2 separate regions of the Zea mays genome follow, and region 2 is linked to region 1. The links are chromatin contacts, called in public Hi-C maps. All regions are on one chromosome and are shown on one strand. The core of a region is the stretch at or near the end of the contact, and the rest is flanking DNA. Distances in the headings are between cores, read along the strand shown.

Region 1 (5,942 bases), core at 2,223-4,722:
TGAACAAGTGGCATGTTTAACTACTATAGGGCAAGATATTTAGGTAGTAAAGTAGAATCGGAGTATCTTTTGTTGTTGGATGAGTTCACCTTTAGTCTTTACTTGTACTTGTGTAGATTTATTGATTGATGACTTCATGTGTACAAATTCCAGGGATACAATTGGTATGAGAAAGTTTAGTAGCTTTGTACTGTTTTGGGTGTGATTAGATTGAATGGAAACAAAAAATCAATTGTCAACACATTGTTGGGTGATAGTGCAACCTTTAATGCTTAGGGTATTAGAGCTGGACATATATAATTGTATTTCATAAAAAATAAGAAAATATATAGGAGTATAAATATATATCCTCTCCGTTTCAAATTGTAAGTTGTTTTATCTTTTTAGGTACATAGCTTTTACTATGTATCTAGACCTAATGTATATCTAGGTATATAGCAGAAGCTATGTATCTCAAAAAGCCAGAACATACTTACAATTTGGAATGGAGGAAATATTTGTTTTCAGTTACATTGGTTTCCGACTAGATCATGATGTTGAATCATGTTGCAGCAGAATAATGGGGTTTTGCAGAGGATGCAAATATCATCCACAGTAACATAGCATTTTTGTCACATCCATATAGTAGGTCTAAATTTACTCTTAATTGTAATTGTATGTGCTCTTATAGTGAGTGATGTGATGCAGACGGATCAGAAGAAGCAAGCTGCTGCAGATGTTCTTTTTCACTATTCACAATTTGTTATGGTTTGCATTGGTGAGGATGTTCGCCCTACTGATCTCAGGTTACATCTTATGAAGGTATATTTATCTTTATTATAATCAAAGTTGCCTCTATCTTGTGAATTAATCATATGTTTTTCTTTTGCGAAGAATTGTTTTTCTTTTTGAACACTAAGGAGAATTGTGTATCATTGAATTAAGAAGAAAAAAGGGACCCTTACAAAACATCACACCCAAAAGGAAACTACAAATCTCCTTAGCACCAGTAAAAGAAAAGGATATGACCGCAACCTAAAAAAACACTCACCTTACTGAGGGTCTATTTAGTTCAGCTGTAGATTCTTGGAAATTTGATTTTAGTTCACCTTACTGTCAATTGTAGATTTTGTAAGGACACAATAGCTTGGTAACATGGATAACATGAATCTGAAAAATCTAGGATAGAAGGTGATTCTGAATTGAACTAGAGAAATATGTAGATTTTCAGGAATCAATTCTGTTATAGTACCCGTTTGGCTGTGATCCATAAGGCTCATATAATGACAGCATACATCATTTGCTTTCTCTTTTCCGTAGGAAGTTTCAGGAATGTCCACTTCTCTGAAGGAGCCTCAACAGGCTGCTGCCTCACCGGCTTCCAGTGGGGAACCGTCTTCCTCTGGAACGATGAAAGGTGACAAGAATGAAATCTCCTAAGCTTCATAAATTATTATCCAACTCAGGACTTCTTCTGTTCCTTACGCACTGAGAAGATTGTAATGTTCAGAACTTCGGATGATGAGGCTTACTTGCAATATAGGAATGTAAATATGTTAGGAACATTGTTCATAGCTGTCTGCTGTTCTGCTGCTTTAGCTTCTTTCGTGACAGCCTGCTTCATGTATGAAACTTTGAATCCATTTTTATTCAGGGGGCAGTAACGTAAATGCTGCTGTATTTTTTTTTAAATGGCAGGTGAATATTGTATTCTGAATAAGTCATGTTTACTAGAATCGTTGCTGTGGCTTTGATTGGATCGGCTAGGACTACCTGTTGTCTGCAGCTAAAAATTAGATGGATGTTTGGATCTTTGGCTATACCTAACAACTGACCATGGTACCCTTGTCTTTATCCTCGACAGGAGTACAGGACTATAGATGACAACAGGTACACGAAACATTGCGGTTTTGACTACTCTCCCCTCTACTTTTGATATAGGCAGTTTGTCATGGAAGTGCATGTTGGGAAGCTGTTTTCCGTTGAAAACACCAACACCCATCAAACAAGAAAGTCTTTCTAGTTTTTTTATCGTCGGAAAGTCTTTCAAGTTTATCGGCTTGCCGGGACTTTGATGGTGAAAGAGTTGTTTGTAACCTGCCTGCGTGACAACCCATGATCCATTCGATCTTGGGCTGGCTTGTCTTAGATGTTCGCCTATCGAATGGGGCCTGGGATTGTAGCGAGGGATTGTCAACAATTCATTGGATCTTTGGAGCAGCTTAAAAAAGACGTATAACCTACAGGGTAAGCATGGAGAAATGTCCATCTAGTGAGATACTGAATAATTACTCAAAGAGGAGAATTTTATACCAGAGAAATGAAAAGGATCTAGATAGCAACATACGTCTTTGTTATGATGAATCTAGAATAGATGGTTCACATCATCAAATGTTACTTAGTATCATATGCTAAGTCTATAATCAGGACGTCGAAAGAAACCACACTAGAGACAGCCACTTCAGTAAACAACAATTCTACTAAAGTTGCTATCCACTAATCTTTCTATGGATAATGAGCATAAAAGGCTCTCACGATACTCATTGTCCTGTGAGGCAGGAACTCCTCACCAAAGCGCCGGTCCTTTACACCCCTCCCGGCTCTCCACTCCACTTAGCTAGCTATAGCCACGACGAGGGAGGTGAGACCGGACAAGCAACCAATCGAGGAACCCGACCCGTGCGCATGCTAAGTGTGCAAGCCAAGCAAGCAACCTCTTTCCGCCATTCCTTGCTTTGGATTAAAAGGCACGGACGGGGGGCCTCTTGATCTTTCGCGCGCTGATGAAACGAAAGACACCTCCGCCTTGTCCTGTGAGCTCCGTGCTCCGTACAGACTACAGAGGCATATGGATTTAGCAGACTGTCAGTCATCACTCGTCAGTTAACTCTGAAACTGGTTGGCTTGCTTTCAGAACAAGAATACTGATACTTGGCTCTCAGGTCTCAAACAGGGCTCTGACGTCCCATGTCGTACAGAACAGTTTTGATTCCTTCTATCAGTTGTCAACTACCAGTACTGCTAATCCACTGATCACTATGGTCGGTACAAAAATCAGCACCACTCTCATCTGCACGGCCTGTGTACATGTCGGTGTATCCAAGTGACTAAACGCAGAGCTAGCTAATGACGGACACCTGACCTCCCACTCGTTTCCAGAAATGCCACACGACGTGTTTTACAGAGTATACACTTGTATTACACACGGAAACAAATATTTGGTGGCATTACATCATGCATGCAGTAAGATAGATCGATTGTTCTGCGTTGCCTCCATGTACTGCAATCAACGCTCGTCGATACATATGAGTAGGAGTAGCTGTTAAGAGAGAGTAGAGATCAGTTTTACGCAATCAGCATTGTAGTTGTGCAGTTGCGGAGTGCAGGCTTGGGTTGCTTTATTACACGGCTGCTGACATCGATCCTCCGTTCCGGCAGCTGTAGGCTTTGTTTCCGAAGATCCGCGCGAATAAAAGCCGCGGCACGCCGGCACCCCATCGTCGCTGCTGTCTGTCTAGGTGGATAGGCTAGCCTCGCTCGCCATGTCCTCCTCCTCCTCCTCCTCCTTCCCGTCTATACAGCAGCCGCCCCCCGCCGGTGCAATCCGTGGCACCTCCCCCTACTCCGCGTCCACGTCCTTCCTCCCCTCGTTCACGATCATCGCATCGCTGCTCGCCTTCGTGTTCCTCGCCTCCGTCTCCATCCACCTCCTGCTCCGCTTCCTCTCCGACCGCTCCTCCTCCTCCACGTCGACGTCTCGACCTCCGCCCCCGCAGACCCACCGCGACGCGCCGGGGAGCAGGGCGGCGGACGCGTCCGTGGCGAGGCCTGCCGCTGCCGTGGCGCCAGTCGACGCGCGGGGGAAGGAGGAGGCGGCGGCGGGCGACGAGAAGCAGCGGCTGATCGACTCGCTGCCGCTGTTCACGATGGCGTCGGCGCTCGCGTCGCTCCCCGGCAGCTCGCCCGACTGCGCCGTCTGCCTGTCGCCGTTCGCGCCCGACGCCGAGCTGCGGCTGCTGCCCGCGTGCCGCCACGCGTTCCACGCCGCCTGCGTCGACGCCTGGCTGCGCACCGCGCCGTCCTGCCCGCTCTGCCGCTCCGCCGTCGCGCTCCCGCCGCACCCCTCGCGCTCCGACATGCACGCCGCCGGCGCCGCGCAGCAGCCGCCGACGCCGACGCCGAGGGCCAGGGGCCGGTCCGGACCGAGCTTCCTCGTCGAGATGGGCACCGTCAGCAACCGCGGTGGCGGGCAGAGGAACAGCCGCACCTACTCGCTCGGCTCCTTCGACTACCAGATCGACGAGGAGGTGGAAGCCGTGGTATCCCGCGTCGCGCGCATCATCGCCAGCACCGTCAAAGAGGATAAGCCGCCTTCGGTCGAGGAGGGGCCGCCGCTGTCGTTGTCGCCACCGCCTCCGCGAGAGACGGTAGGGTCCTCGCGCGGGTGGCTGCGGGAGTACGTGGACCGGCTGGCATCGTCCGCCTACACGTTCTCGGAGCGGTGGAGCTCGCGCTGGAGCCAGGGGCTGCAGAGCCAGCAACGGCAGGAAGAGCCGTGGCTATGGGACGCCGAGGCCGCGGCGATGTCGGCGGCGCCGGGGTCCGGCGATGAGGAGGAGACGGCGTTCATGGTGATGTACCGCTGGATCGCCGGGGTGTAAACGTAGTCGAGCTAGTTCAGGTCTCACCAGTGACTAGTGAGAGCGTTCATGGATATCCTCGGAGTTCGCATTTGGGAACACGTACGAGGAGACATGGATGGAATGATGGATGGATGGATGGATGGATGGAGGCGGCAAGGAAAGCGGATACGATACGAGAATGTCCTTGCATGTTGGATGGATATTGTAGTATAACTGTCCTGAAGATGTGGCCGTGTCATCCGTCTTACACTGCAGTGCGTGTGGTTTTGCCGTACAGTTCAGTATGACGGCCGGCAAGTGACAATGTGAGTGTGACTTAACCCTGCGTGTGGTCTTCATCCTCCCTTCCAGATTAATTCAAGCGAAATTGATGCCTGCACTACGGTAAAACACAAAATTTCCGACGGCCGAAACCGTCGGACATAGTTTATTTCTGACGACACCCGTTTATCTCCGACGGTAACTACTACTAAGTAAACTAAAACAATGTCACGAGTTCAACTAATAAACTACCACAATAATATATACGAAATAAATTTGTCACGAGTGCCAAATTATATAAAATAAACTTATTTTCGAGGGCATAATAAAAACCATGGGAAATTAAAAATTTAAATTATCTAAATACCACTAAGTAAACTAAAACAAATTAAATTTATTACATAATCAAATTTCGTCCGTCGGACATAACAAGCTAAACAATATTAAACATACAAAAATTTTAATACTGAAAAATACAACTAGAAAACAATATATACATTGACAAAATTATACTGAAAAAATTAAAATACTCACTTAGCGGTTCGGCGGCGGGGCGGACGCTGGCGTGGGCGGGGCTGGTCCGGCGGGGTAGGGGATGAGTCGGAGCCGTCGGCGTCGGGGCAGGTGCTGGGGCGGCGGTGGTGGGCGACGACGGTTGACGGTGTCGGACAGGGCAGGCGGTGGCGCTGGACGGCGACGGTTGACGACGGAAGGCAGGGCCACGGCGGCAGGGGGCAGCGCGGCGGCGGGCAGGGCAGGCGATAGGGGTGAGCGCGGTGAAGATGGAAATGAAACGGCGCTGCCTGACTAGCGTGTTAAAATCGCTTATCTCCGACGGTTGTACTTATATCTGACGGCTGTCAGACAAGCCGTCGGAGATAAGCCGTTATATCAGACGGCTCCCAAAGGCTCTCGGATCGACAAATATATATGTCCGACGGATATAAGGAGACCGTCGGAGATGTATGTTTTTACTGTAGTAGTGCTGAGCGCCTACATATCTTGATCTTTTGCGTGCACGATACAACAGTTCATTGCGCCTAGCAGGAGTGCATAGCG
Region 2 (5,942 bases), core at 1,537-4,036, 170 kb after region 1:
TTACACTCATCTGCGCTAGTCAGTTGGCCTTCAACGTCTTCTTCTCATACGTCCTCAACTCTCAGAAGCTCACCGGTTTGATCATGAACTCCGTGGTGCTGCTTACCTTGGCTGCTCTACTCCTTGGAGTCAACCATGAATCTCATGGACCTACCGGTGTCTCAGGAGGGAAGTATGTGCTGGGTTTCCTGTTGACACTGGGGGCATCAGGCACCTACTCACTCATCCTTTCCCTCATGCAACTTGCGTTCGAGAATGTGATAAAGGAACATACCTTCTCAGGAGTTCTGAACATGCAGATATATACCGCACTTGTGGCAACTTTTGCTTCTCTCGTTGGGCTATTTGCGAGTGGAGAATGGAAGGATTTAAAGGAGGAGATGGATGGTTTCCAGTCAGGACAGTTCTCCTACATGATGACACTGGTGTGGGCATCCGTGTCTTGGCAGCTCGCTTCTGTCGGAGTTGTGGGCTTGGTTTTTGAGGTATCGGCGTTGTTCTCGAATGTGGTCAGCACGTTTGCTCTACCAATTGTCCCTCTTTTTGGTGTGATGGCCTTTCATGACAAGATGAATGGAGTCAAGGTCATAGCTATGCTGATATCGATATGGGGTTTTGGCTCGTATCTCTGTCAAAACTATCTCGATGCTAAGAAAGCTGGAAGTGCATAGGGGGATTCCTAGTGTCTACAATTTTCTTGTGATAGATTGCTCTTTATCGGTTTAGTTTGTTTCTTGCGAGATGATAAGTGTTTATTACTTATGTTAATTTAAGTATGTTTGTGAAAGTGCTTTCAGCTGTGTTTGTTAGGTGGTGTGAGTCGTACCATTCAGGTCCTAAGTTTGACTAGTAATTATAGGTCTTGGTTTTTTTACTGCATATGCGGCATATTTGTAATGGTGTGGGACATGGAATAAACATAATATGTCTGATTGGTATCCTAAGCACGTCCATCCAGAGCGTGTGCGTTGACCAAGAGATACCCATTGTTTGATTAACTGCGTAAAGCGAGACTGAGTCTGCACCCACAGATACAGCTTAGGACAAAAACATATATCTTCTAGCTGCATGCGTGGATACTCCAGTAAATACCATTTTCCACCGGCCATGCTTGCCCAAGCCAGACTCCGCTCGCTCACGTAACCAATCAACCAGAATATGTATATTTAGAGGTGAAATTTTGTATAGCTCTTTTGTTGACGTTGCAATTCATTATTATTGGTATACTCCCTTATCGATCTGTTGTCCCTTTTTTAAAATTTTGTTCTTCAGTGTGTTAGTGGTGGTTATCATACCAAACTGAGTTCCTAAATAAACTGTCAATGTTTTAAAATTTTAACCAGATATTTGTCAGCCACCGAGTATTTTCATGACCGGAAGTCGAATCTATTTTCTTACAAAAACAGGGTGTATGAAGTGTGGAACTCATCAGCTCGATGTGTTTGAATCCGTGCCCTTTTATTAAAAAGACGTCGATCGCTAATTTTTTTAGCAATGACACTTACAATAACTATTTTTATAAATCGCTAAACGTCTTTAGTGACCGTTTATAGGTTACATCTTTAATAACTAACGGTAAGTCTCTGCAAGTCTACCGTCATGAGCGATACAAAATCATAAAGTGCATAAAAACATTATACATTACAAATGTGCAACCTTTGTGTCGCATACCAACGACAATATGTTTTTTTGGATTCAAACTTGTGATCTCAATGTTCACGTTTCTTCGCGTGCACATACCAACTGGTCTACGCGACACATACGACTGCAATTGAGGCTATTTTGTTAACTACATATTTTCTAATCATTGTATATTTGATATTCAAAACAATCTTGAATGAAAAGGTTATTAACAACAAAGTTGTAGATCTTGTTGAGTAGTACAACTTTGATGTTGACATTGTCTCCATTCCATGTTGCTAATCATGTTAAGTCTGGTCCAAGCAATCATATTAAGTATTTAGACTCGTAAACCATTTCAAATTTAGAAGTTATCGACTATAGAATTTTAGATATCTTTAACTCAATAATTTTTATATAAAATTTATTTTCATCTAATCTCACATGAAAAATAACATATACTTTTTTAAATGCAAAATAGTTATCACTATTGATTGAAGCCACAAACCAACAATAATATGTGAATTATCGCTGTTGTTTTGTAACTTGAACCGCCAGCGATAGCACTATGTCTGTCATTGCTAGTCTAAGATATTGATAGTCCACCGGTTGTGCTATTATTGTCGGTAGAGCCAATAACCGACAATAATACTTTATCACTACCAGTTCTGAAGTATTTTTAGACTTTACCATCCTCCCATGCGCATTCTAAAAGAAAAAAAACGGAACTTTCCCTGTCCACATTATCGCCTCTTCACTAGCAAGGTTTAGAAAAAAATTCTGCAGCTGGCTAGAGAAGCGGTTCTGTAGTCTGCTTCGGATTTAGTCACATGTCCATCTACTAATTATCTGTTTTCTTTTTTATATGCTTTGATCGTGCTGGTGAGAAAGAAATAACCACACAACCTTTGCCAATTAATTAATTAATATTGTTACTGCATAATAAATACTTATACGAAACTAATGTAACTGGAACGAGTCAATTTAGAATTAAAACGAAGTTAAAACGAAGGAGTTACGATACGAAACTAACGCACAAGGGACACGTACTCCCACCTTATCTAGTTGCAGTTGCAGCTCAATAATTGGAAAGCCACACAGTCGACAGGCCGCACTGATAAGTTTGCTTCCGTCTGGATATTCGCATGCGATCGACGTCATTCTCCCTTCTCCTTCGGAATCTTTTGCAGACATCGTTGAATTTTACTTTCTTTTGTGAGCTAGAGGACACTGAACCATGTGAAATGAAATACGGAGTATCTGTCATCTAGTCTCGCAGCTCATGAATGAGTGATGGAAATGTCGACAGCAAATTTTGACTCTTGCGCCACGTGCTGTCTATTCTAAATATCGAGTTCTTGCCGATCCATTTATCGAGGAATTCACACGGGAGAAGAACCAGTAGGCACGTAAGATCAGTTCGTTTATAGGCAGGACGGCGACGGTTGCCTGTCCTTTTGTAGTTTCAGTATTTGCAGCATACACATCTTGGTTGCAATTGCAATCCAAGATGGGTGACGCTGGTGAGATTCAGCTGCAAATCGCAGGTCTGTTTTTTAGTATTACCAGATACTGCAATGAATTAGCGAGACAGCAGTGTCATGTCAAACAGCTGAAATTATGGAGCGGGCATGCAGGGATCCGATGCCAAGAAGCCGGAGACGATCATGGACAGAGAGCAGAGAGCGGTGGAGCATGCCCTGGCCCTGCAACGGAGGCGCCGCGGCCGCCGCTGTCGAAACGGCTCGCGTGGTGGGCGGTGGTCCTTATCAACGTCGTGTTCATCCTCGGCGGACAGAGCGTGGCCACGCTCCTCGGCAGGATCTACTACGACCAGGGTGGCAACAGCCTGTGGATGCAGACGGTGGTGCAGTCCTGCGGCACACCGCTCGCCATCCCGCTGCTCCTCTACTTCCGGTTCCGGGTCAGGCCGACGTCCTCCTCCGCCGTGGCGGCTAGCCGGCCGCCACTCGTCAAGCTCGCCGCCATCTACGCCGGCCTGGGCGTCCTCCTCGCCGCCGACAACCTCATGTACTCGTACGGCCTCCTGTACCTGCCCATGTCAACATATTCCATCATCTGCGCGAGCCAGGTCTCGTTCAACGCCGTCTTCGCCTACTTCCTGAACAAGGAGAAGTTCCGGGCGCTCGTCCTCAACTCCGTCGTGCTGCTGACGTTCTCAGCCGCGCTCGTCGGCGTGAACCACGGCTCGGACGAGACCGGAAGCAGCATCCCGAAGGGGAAGTTCCCGGCGGGGTTCGCGCTCACGCTGTCGGCGTCGGCGCTCTTCTCCCTGATCCTGTCCCTGACGCAGCTGACCTTCGACGAGGTGCTGAAGAGCGACGCGCTCCACACCGTGCTGGAGATGCAGTTCTGGAGCAACACCGCGGCGGCGTGCGTGTCTGTGGCCGGGCTCTTCGCCTCCGGGGAGTGGCGCACCATCGCCGGGGAGATGGAGGCGTACAAGAAGGGGGAGGTGGCGTACGCGATGACGCTGGCGTCGACGGCCGTCTCGTGGCAGCTGTGCACGATGGGCCTCATGGGGCTGGTCGCGGCGGTGTCATCATTGTTCACCAACGTGATCAGCACGGTGGGCACGCCGCTGTCGCCGGTCCTCGCCGTGATCTTCCTCGGCGACCGGATGGACGGGGTGAAGCTCATGGCCATGCTCATAGCAGTGTGGGGGCTCCTGTCCTACGTGTATCAGCACTACCTCGACGACCGTGCCAAGGCTAAGAGGATAACCGAGAAATCTGACGAACAATACCAAGCTGCAAAAATCTCCGTAGAATAGTGCTTGTTTTTTTTTCTGCCACTGTCACATCGCAAAACTACTTTAATTGCTCTACGGAAGTCCCTGCCGATGCCAGTGGAAAATACTAAGTTTAGTTCAGTTCTTTGTTGACAGAAGTATAGTACTAGTTCTCCGCTACTTGCGTGTCAAGGTCACCAAACCCTTCCATAAATCCGGCTAACCGGCCTATTAATCCGTAATCCGTTCCGACAGGTTTGACCGTATCACTGGTTTATCCATTTGAATTTAGGATATTTTATAAATTTTATATCAATTTTCCTATAAATACTATGGATTGTTTTTAGACTTTCCACTGAGACTAATTTTGAAAACACGCTAGAGATTTCAAACTAAAAATCAAACAAGTTTCGAAAAAATAAAAATTGGTCAATTTTATTGATTAGCCGCCCCTGCTAGCCGATTAATCGGTCCAAGGTAGAGATAAATCGGTGGCCTCTAGTAGTTAGGTTTTGAGGATTTTCTTCCAACTTCTAATCTTTTAACTTGTGATAACATGCAGGCCATCTTTTGTTTAAATTTGTGACCTCAATGTACTTTATTTGCCAAATGACAAGTAGTTTGGTTTCTTCACACATGATAACTATTTATCAATTCAATGACCAACTTATCGGTCTTATCGACCGATTAACAATTTTTATGCCGTTTTAATTTAAAAATTGGTTTGGATGTGAATTTGGTCGGTTTATACCGATCGATTCAATGACAAATTTATCGGTCTTATCGACCAATTAATCGGTTTCGAGCCGTTTCAATTTAAAAATTGGTTTGGATGTGAATTTCTACCGATTTATCGCGATCCGATTGGTCCCTACCGGTTTTTGGAAGGGAACCGGTTTGGTCAACCCTGCAAACTATTCACTAAATTTGGACAAAATAGTGGCGTGTTTGGACTGCAGTAGTGATGCCAAAACTTGCTGCATTTGTGATTTTGACATGTGGACTCAATTTCCATTTATTGTCTCTTACTAGAAGTCTATAATATAGCAAGGGGCACCCCTTTCTTTATGTAGATTTTATAGTTGGGAAGGCAACAGTGCGAATGGGAACTGTGAATATGTGATTCAGTGAAGCTACCTAATACAAAAACTCAGCATGAAGGTTCTGTTTAAAACCTCTAGAGCTAATAATTAATTAGCTAATAAATTATTAGCTGGATTGAATCAACTAATAAACTAATTGTTAGCTGTGAGGTAGCTAACAATTAATTATGATATTAGCCGATGGTATTTGGAACCTAACAACTAATTTTTAGTAGCTAACTATTAATTTTAGAGGTTCCAAAGAGGACCTTAATGCAACCAATTTGGTGGCACCACTGCACCAGTTTCATGGCCATTTGCACCTCATCCACTATTTTGGAAATGAACTGGTGGACAGACACTACTACAGCGCACACCAATTTTGGCAACAATCAAAATGGTAGCCATGGTGAGGTGAGACTCACAGGTTTGGATCCAAACCAAATAGCCCTCAAGAGTTGTATGGTAGTGCAGCCAAGCAGATGTCT

What was found. Hi-C and Micro-C count contacts between places; a contact is called where the count stands out from the background.
Region 2: a contact with region 1 is called in a Hi-C map of ear, with 3 times the contacts expected there. The contact joins the promoter of LOC103641936 here to the promoter of LOC100217173 in region 1. A contact is called at or near these places in 5 of 25 Hi-C or Micro-C datasets (ear, endosperm, leaf and 2 more).

What each region holds. Positions count from the first base shown.
Region 1 is chr10:137,776,322-137,782,263 of Zm-B73-REFERENCE-NAM-5.0, forward strand. It overlaps LOC100217173, which reads left to right and starts at 3,473. Exons shown (of 1, transcript NM_001362653.1): 1 at 3,473-4,799. The coding sequence starts at 3,522. The coding sequence ends at 4,640. LOC100275350 reads left to right here. Exons shown (of 5, transcript NM_001151968.2): 3 at 688-801; 4 at 1,300-1,396; 5 at 1,844-2,254. The coding sequence ends at 1,863.
Region 2 is chr10:137,945,819-137,951,760 of Zm-B73-REFERENCE-NAM-5.0, forward strand. LOC103641936 (probable purine permease 11) reads left to right here and starts at 2,787. Exons shown (of 2, transcript XM_008665237.4): 1 at 2,787-3,167; 2 at 3,258-4,614. The coding sequence starts at 3,131. The coding sequence ends at 4,414. LOC103641935 (probable purine permease 11) reads left to right here. Exons shown (of 2, transcript XM_008665236.2): 2 at 1-930. The coding sequence ends at 671.